Linked DNA regions of Mus musculus: region 1 is linked to region 2. Evidence: chromatin contacts called from public Hi-C data. All regions are on one chromosome and are shown on one strand. Each heading gives the region's core, a stretch centred on a gene start, on an enhancer-like site or on the middle of the called end of the contact. The rest is flanking DNA. Distances are from core to core; before and after follow the strand shown.

Region 1 (4,219 bases), core at 1,038-3,537, 260 kb after region 2:
TCCATCTCACCCTCCCAAGTGCTGGGATTACATTTGTCAGCTTTGTCCAGACACCCTCACTCTTGATAGGGAAAGTACCCACTGGGCCATCTCTCCAGATGCCCCAAAACCATGCTTCCATCATGACTTGGTATCCCAGCTTGTTACACGGAGAGAATGGTGAGTTAGTATGAGTCATATAATTTTTAATTATAACATATCAGTTATTAATATATCTTAATTTAGCTCTTGGCTAAGTGAATAGTTAGTGTTAGTACGGAATCTGAGGGCTTCCAAGCTAAGGTGCAGATTCAGTTCAAAGCATAAGCCTCAAAATAATAGGATTTTTTTAGGACTATAGCCAGAAGACTTGGGTAGGTCCCTCTGCCAGGAAATATCTTGCATGATATTTATGTAAACTGCAGCAGAGAAGCAAATTTGTGTATTTTGCTTTGCCTTTGTACACATTTCTTTCTCCTTCCAGAGTAGCATTCATGAAATGTCTTAAATGCCTTGCATGGGATTGCAGAGTTCACTGTGACCTCTGTACTGATCCATTGTCAGGCCCAGATGATGCACTTGAAGGACTCTTGGCCTTCTGTGGCTTAGTAGCCGTGATTCAGTTTGAATCACCCCATCATGGACCAGATGAAGGCTCCTTCCCATGGGATCCAAGCCATAGTCTTGAAAATCACTGTATTGCCCAAATTACTGAACTACTTTAGAGGCCTCTGGCGTTCACTGGCCTTTTCTTCATTTCCTTCTTTTGTTGATCTTGGCCCCTTTATCTTCCACCCACTTTATTACTCATTTCTTAGTGGCCTGCCACTGAGAAAATGAATCTGAAGCCATATGGGTTGAGTAACACAAACTTAAGAGAGTGCGGGGTGGGGGTAGGGGGAGGGGTGGAAAGTGTGTTCTCTGAACTTCCTTTGTTTATGTGGTCTGTTTATATGTTGTTAAGGTTGTGTTATCCAGCTGTCCCCCTACACTTCAAAAACTGACTTAAGATATCTGGAAAACACTCTTAAGAAGGCCATGTTGACACAGTGAGGAAAAAAAAAAAAACACTTAATTTGTTCTCTGCCAAATAATATATCCCTTTAGGAATGTGGAAATGGTGCCAAAAAGCTTCAGATGCCCAGTTCTGAGGCTCTTGGAAGGCCAGTGACTTCTAGGGACACTTTTAGAAATACATTGACCAAGTCCTTTTTAGGCTGGAGGCTGTGTGACTGTTAGACTATGGTATCTCTCTCTCTTTGTGGGGAAGGAACCAAGTTAAATGAACATTATTAACACTGGATTGGTAACCTCTCGTCTGGTCTTAAATAATATGAATTAAAACTTAGGTATATGTGAGTTGGGATCATTCTAGAAAACAAGTGGAATTCTCCAGTACTTGTTAGAGCCATTCCACTGTAAAAAAATACCTTGTCTTGAAGAAACTGAAGATGCTCTCAAGCTTCTGCACATGGCATGAAGGCCTGCCTCCTCTGCCTCCAGGCTTCCTGTGTGCCGGAGTTCCCAAGATAAATAGAGAAGCTTCTTTTGTCATGTTCAGCTATGGATGGATCTTGGTCTGCTAAATAATACGTTTAGACGTGAACTCAACTAAGACAAGAAATAAAGCGTCAGTATTAGTGTTTGGGAATTAAACCATCGAGCGGTGTGAATGTGGGGCGGCATCACCTGCAGCTGTTCCGATTCCCCCCCCCGCCCCCCCCCAGGATGAACACTGGCTGGCTCTGGCTGCTGTGCTGGCCTTAATCGCCCCTCCCCAGTAGCACGGAGGACTGCCCAGGGCCGCCTCAGTAAAATCCCTCCTTCACATCTCAATTCACCCACTGATTGCCGCCTTCTCTCTTGAGTGCTTTGCAGTTCCACTTAAGGGGCTGATGTTTGGGGTCACTATTGAGTGTTTTGTGTGAATATCACTTTCGTGATGAATTGGCGGCGGCTGCTGCTTTTAACTGTATGGGGTGAAGCCCTCGGTGGTAAACCTTGAAAGGGAAAAATCCTTCTCTGTAGAGATATGCTAAATGAAATTACTCTCTTTGTCTCTTTGTCCTTTTATCCTTGCAGTCCGATAACCTCAGGCTCCTGTGATTTATATGTTTTCTTCAATTAAGCCGAGCTGTTTGCTGGACGCAGGTGCATGCTATTCGTGCTGTGCGTTGTGGCAGTGAAGTGGTGCACGTTTCTGACCTGGAAGTGTGGTTTCTCTGACTCAGAACCACATCAGTGTGCCTTCCGCCCTCTGCTTCCTTTGCACTATTTCCTTTTTGAAGGGCTCGGTTTGTTGCCATGTAATCCGAGCATGATTCATGAGGGACTAAGAGCTGGTAGTGTTGTAATAATAATACTGCGTATAGTACTTCTCCAAACGCTTGCTGTCGTAGCCTGTTTATGAAGTACTTTCAGCTTAATCCCTCTCAGTAAGTTAAGTCAGTTAAGCTTTGTAAGTTAAGTCAGCAGTTTTGTCTCTGTCCACAATGGTGAAATCTTAGCTTGAAGTGATTGGCTAAATATCTTGCTCAAGGTTTCAGCCCCTCTAGGTCACTCCACCTAAAAATCTCTACAGGAAAGGAATGCTTTTGATGGCCTGGGGAGATGGGGCAGTGGGTAAAAACACTTGCTGCACAGACCTCACAGTGGAAAAACAACCTCTGACCTCCACACAAAAACCGTGGTACACACACACACATGCAATGCACACACAACAATAATAAGTTAAAGTTGTTTACTTTCTTAAAGAACACTTTAGAGACACAGACCATATGAAGCCCAAGAAGAAGGAAAGCCAAAATGTGGATGCTTCAGTGCCTCTTAGAAGGGTGAACAAAATACAGGAGGAAATATGGAGACAAAGTGTAGAGCAGAGACTGAAGAAAAGGCCATCCAGAGACTGCCCCATCTAGGGATCCACCCCATATGCAGCCACCAATCCTGGACACTATTGTGGATGCCGGGAAGTGCTTGCTGACAGAAGCCTGATATGGCTGTCTCCTGAGAAGCTCTGCCAGAGCCCGACAAATAGAGAGGCAGGTGCTCGCAGCCAACTATTGGACTGAGCGTGGGGTTCCCGATGGAGGACTGGAGAAGGAACTGAAGGAGCTGAGGGGGTTTGCAACCCCATGGAGGAAGCATCAGTGTCAACTGGCCAGACCCTCCCCCAACCCCCACTTAGCTCCCAGGGATGGCACTACCAACCAAAGAGTACACATGTAGAGACCCATGGCACTGGCCAAATATGTGGCAGAGGATGGCCTTGTTGGACATCAGTGGGAGGACTGGCCCTCAGGCCTGAAGGTGTTCGATGTCCCAATGTAGGAAAATGCCAGGGAAGATAGTGGGTGGGTGGGGGAGCACCCTTATAGAGCCAGGGAGAGGGGGCATGGGATAGGGGCTTCCGAAGGGGAGACCTGGAAAGGGGAAAACATTTGAAATATAAATAAAGAAAATATTCAATGAAAAAGGGGGAGGAGGAGGAGGAAGAAAGAGGGGGGAAGAATGGGAAAAAACAGTTTAGAGCATGAATAAAAGATTTTCCAAAGTATGCCATGCTTATTAAAACTGGGCTTGTTTACATTTATTTGTATGATGTGTAGTGTATGTATGTGTCGCGTATTCTCATGTGTGTACATGTGCACACATTTGTGCATATAGAGAAGACCATTGGGTGTCCTAGTCTGTCAACTTCTCATGAATTCCCTTAAGACAGGGCTTCTCACTGACTCTGGAGCTCACTGTGTCAGCTAGCATGGCTTCCAGTAATTCCCAGTGACTCTCCAGTCTGTCCCCTCTCCCCAGCACTGGGTTTCTAAGTGTGCTGCAGGGCCATACCTAGCTTCATACTGAGTGCTGAGGATTAAGATGGGCTCCTGGTGCTTGTACAGTGCCTGCCACTCTTACTTACCCTACGCCATTGTTGTAGCCCCCAATGTGTTTTTCATCTGGTTAGTTGATAAAGCCATAGTTAAAAGCCCCTTAACCACAGAATTTAAACTGATGTGTCCAAGTCAGGAAAACAGACATTTAGGTCAGTTTCTATTCTGTTGCTGATGTAATAAAGCTAAGAAAGGCAGGCCCTTAAATTAGTGGAGCTTGAACCAGAAGTAATTAAGCCATTAATTTTTTTTATGATGATCTCTTCCTTGCAGGGAGATGGAGAGCTTGATGGCCAGTTCTACCCTGCCGCCCCTGTTTGCAGATGAAGATGGCTCCAAGGAGAGCAATGATC
Region 2 (3,822 bases), core at 652-3,151:
GGAGGGAGAGGTGCCCACGGCCAGACTCTGTGCTAGCATCAGGTGGCATCTGTGGTACCAGGCAGGTTAAGACTGGGGAGAGATGATCCTCTATGGCTGCTGGAGTCTGAATGGATCAAAATGGGAGTGGGGGTGGGGTTGGATTTGCGGTTCAAGAGCTGGGGTGCGGGAGGAAAGGGAGAAGAGAGAACAGGAGACAAAAGGGCAGAAAGCAGGTTTGAAGACACGGAGGGAGAAGTTAGACATCCATGTCCTACACTTCCAGACAGTGGGGCAAAGAAAGTGAGCGCGATCATGGATCTCCTGGAGCTGGACTTACAGGTGCTTGTGATCCAACTAACATGGGAGCCACATCTGGGTCCTTTTCAAGAGTAAATGCTCTTAACCCATATTCATCTCTCCAGCACTGCCTGGAGGTTTTGGCTCTCCCTTTGATTCTGGCTCAAGCCTGGATTAGCAGTGGGTGGTGGGGACTGACATATAGGAGGCCCCTGTACTGTGCCCTGCCTCCACAGGTGAATTTCCTTCCTCTCTAGAGGTTCCTAGATGCTTTGCTTATAGATTTCCCAGAGGCCTCCAGTTTTGCTATTTTAAAAGATAAATGTTATTCTCATTGTGTTATAGCCATGTTATCCTGAAGCTTTTATTTTAAAATTATGTGCTATATATGTCTGTGTGTGTGGGCACTGGGAGATGGAGTTCCAGGCAGTTGTGAACTACCTGACATGGGCACTGGGTACCTAACTCTGGTCCCGCACAAGAACAATATGAACAGTGTTAACTGGAGATCATTCTTCACTCTGGGGTCATTTTTTCATTCCTGATCCCCTGGTTCTTAGGCGGAGACTAAAGGTCCCCATGCTTTCCAGCAGCTTTCAGAGGCTTCAGTGGCTTCCAGAGGACACAGGAACCATCAATTACTGGACTGAGGGTACACATAGAGAGGGTTATCTGGTACTGAAATCCCTGTCATACTCAGACAACCTGTTTGCTCTTAAAAGTGTTTTGCACATTTGAGTTGGAGCTTAGCAACCAGCCCCTCTTCAAGCCTTGCCCAGTGTGAAATTCAATTTTTAAGTTTTAGCCATAATTGCTGTGAGCTGCCTTTAATGACAACTTGTGATCTGCCAACTGCTGCTCTTGGCTCCTAAGGTGCTAATGAAACTCCTTCCCTGGAGGAATGCAGTCTCACTTAGAGGGAAGCCTCCTGGTTGGGCTGGGGAGAGCGCACATGTAGGGGTGGCAGGGCTGCAGAGACTTGCGTATTCCAGGTAGGAAAGAAATCAGCTTCCCCATAGCATGGGTTGAAAAGTGACTCTGCAGGAATGCTGATGACAAGGGTCCATCTCCTCTAGCTGACCCTTGTCTCCCTAAACTCAGGTTAAGCCAACCATGACTGGCCTACACCTCCAGAGCCCATAATCTTTTAAGTCCCCAGAGTGGCTACTCATATAGCACTAGTGTTGGGCAGTTACACAATCATCGTACCACATTCTCTGTGACCTACACTGCTCAAGCCCAGGCTGTATGCAAAGCCTGGGCAACATCTGGTCAGTTTGTTAACTCTTCCTCCTGGATGCAGGAAACACGCTTAGAGTACACATTCATATGGAGTTTGTACCTCAGCAACATAAAACCCAAGCCTGGAAACTACCTTTCTGAGAGAACTTAAGAAAAATGTTAGCAGCATTTTTCACTGCTCACTGCCGTCTTTTTGCCTAAACCAGATGGGCTCCTTTTTTGTTACCTGTCGGCTGCCTCTGGAAGGATGTCTCCTGTGACAAATGTACCTTAAGGGCAGGCCTGATTTTGTAGATGATGGTGTACAGGCTTGTCTCCGCAGCCTGACTTCCTGCTGGAGGAGTCAGTTAAATCAGCTGCCGCCAAGCCTCTCTAACCAGGCAGTCTGCAGTGTCTGGACACCAGGGGGCGATCTTACCCAGCAAACCTGAGGAGTTAGCCACTTGCTCTTGGAGCCCCCCTTTTCTCAAATTACAGAGGCACTGAAGAGAAAAGAGTCTGTCGGTAAGAAATGGAGTCCAGAGGGCAGAGGGCATGCTGGCGAAAAGCTACCTACTGTAGCCTGTTTTAAGAACAGGAAGGCATCTTGGGAATGAATACGAGAGCTGCATCTACAGTTAGACCCACGCCAGCACGCCTCTATGGACAAGCCACCGGAAGGACATGCACTTCAAGTCTGGTTTTTAGTGTATATTAAACAGAATTTATTTACACAGTAACGTGAGGCCACAGAATACACAGCAAAGTACCACAGCAAACCAAAGGGAGGCGCCACTGGTGACACAGGGACCTGTTATTGATTCATACAATTGTAAAAATACGAGAGGAGATGGGTAAAGGGCCGAAGGAAGAGAAACAAGATTTCCCAAAGCAGAATGAGGGCAGTGCCATGGAGAATTAGTGATATTAGAATAAGGACTGTCATGATTCAATTCACTGAGACAGGTGACATCTTGCTTCTGCCTCCACCTCCCAACAAAATGCCCTCTGTGTCATGAACAGAAAACCCAGCCCAGTGTCTATACACACCGCTCTCCAGAACTGGTCAGGGATGGGAAATAAGGAAGGAACAACTTGAGTAGGCTTCCTGAAGCTGTGTGGTTTAATCTTTCAACAACACTACATTGAAGCCATAGGGCTGGCTCGACATTCAAGTTACCAAGAGTGCAGACACACAGACTTGCCACAAACCAACAGGCAAAGTGGATTTTCTGTACCACAACAATGTTCATAGCAAAATATATAACTCTGCGATTCTGCTGGGTTAAAAAAAAATCCCAACCTCTTTTGATTCCCTGAAACTTTCTTGATTTAAAAAACCATGGGATGGGTGAGATGGGATGGGAAGCAGGGACAGGGACAGACATAGAGGCTGCTGAAGGGGGAATGTATAAAGGACGCTCAGAATGCAGACCCCTGTGGCCCATCTGCATGGGCAAAACGTCCAGTGGCAGCTGATGCAGAAGTCTCTAATTTAAAACAGCTGCAGGGGTAGGTGTGTAACAGCTGTATAGCACCTTAGACAGTCTGGGTACTTACATGTTAGATGATGGGGATGCTGAGTGAGAGTCATTTTTGTGGGGAGGTTCATAAAATGGTACAGTGGGTTAAGAAAATTTCCCAAGAGTTCTTTAAACAAATCTCTTGACAGCACCTCTTTTTAGGAAAAAAAAAAATCACCATAAACCCAAGCTTTGATATTACAGATGCGGTGCTCCCGTGCATAAGGTCTGGCACTAGCCAGGTGTGGTGAGAGTGCGCCGGTTAAAAGCTCCTTCTTAAGATAGCAGAGAATTTTTTTTTTTTTGCCATCTGCTCTGGCTGCTGCCGCTCCCTACACCTTTTCTTCTGACGTACAAACGGCCTGCGTGAAACTAACTAACAGAGAACCCTTCTTTTTATTTTATTTTACTGGTTTGGGGATGGACTTACCCGTTGAACACCTTGACCATGGAATGTTTGCAAACCCTTCCTCTGGCATCTGTCACAGCTCACCCCGTCATCTGAGAAGCAGCAGGATGAGGAAGGCTTGTTTTCTTTGGTATAACCTGTCTAGGGTCCTGCATTATGGCTCTTCTGACTTCCCTTGGGGCATTGGCTTTGGTCCATGGCGTCCCCACCTGTGCACCGCTGTGAGCATGAGCGGATGGACTTCGGTGCACTTGGGTTTGTCTCAGCGCAGCACTTTGGGTCTCTCAGAAAATGAGCTTCAATGAGGTAAATCTAATAACCCAGTTTTATGGGCAGCCATTCTGTTTAGTTACGAGGCTGGACCAGAATCCCAATCCTTATCCACTAGTG

What was found. Hi-C and Micro-C count contacts between places; a contact is called where the count stands out from the background.
Region 1: a Hi-C map of bone marrow-derived macrophages shows a contact between it and region 2, with 29 read pairs. The contact joins two enhancer-like sites. A contact is called at or near these places in 4 of 484 Hi-C or Micro-C datasets (the HL-1 cell line, bone marrow-derived macrophages and muscle stem cells), 4 of 115 datasets of contacts at active chromatin or transcription factors (the NIH/3T3 cell line, bone marrow-derived macrophages, effector CD8 T cells and 1 more) and 1 of 9 other capture datasets (embryonic stem cells).

What each region holds. Positions count from the first base shown.
Region 1 is chr9:56,463,219-56,467,437 of GRCm38.p6, forward strand. It overlaps Hmg20a (high mobility group 20A), which reads left to right. Exons shown (of 10, transcript NM_025812.3): 2 at 4,140-4,219. The coding sequence starts at 4,144. Among named protein-coding and RNA genes, the nearest start is that of Hmg20a, 47 kb to the left of the region's middle. Within about 2 kb of position 2,288, at least 178 of the 459 cell types and tissues checked have an H3K27ac peak or open chromatin away from gene starts, as enhancers often do. A contact at or near this core is called in bone marrow-derived macrophages, where this site is marked.
Region 2 is chr9:56,198,925-56,202,746 of GRCm38.p6, forward strand. Peak1 (pseudopodium-enriched atypical kinase 1) reads right to left here. Exons shown (of 7, transcript NM_172924.3): 7 at 2,202-3,822. Among named protein-coding and RNA genes, the nearest start is that of Tspan3, 40 kb to the left of the region's middle. Within about 2 kb of position 1,902, at least 17 of the 459 cell types and tissues checked have an H3K27ac peak or open chromatin away from gene starts, as enhancers often do. A contact at or near this core is called in bone marrow-derived macrophages, where this site is marked.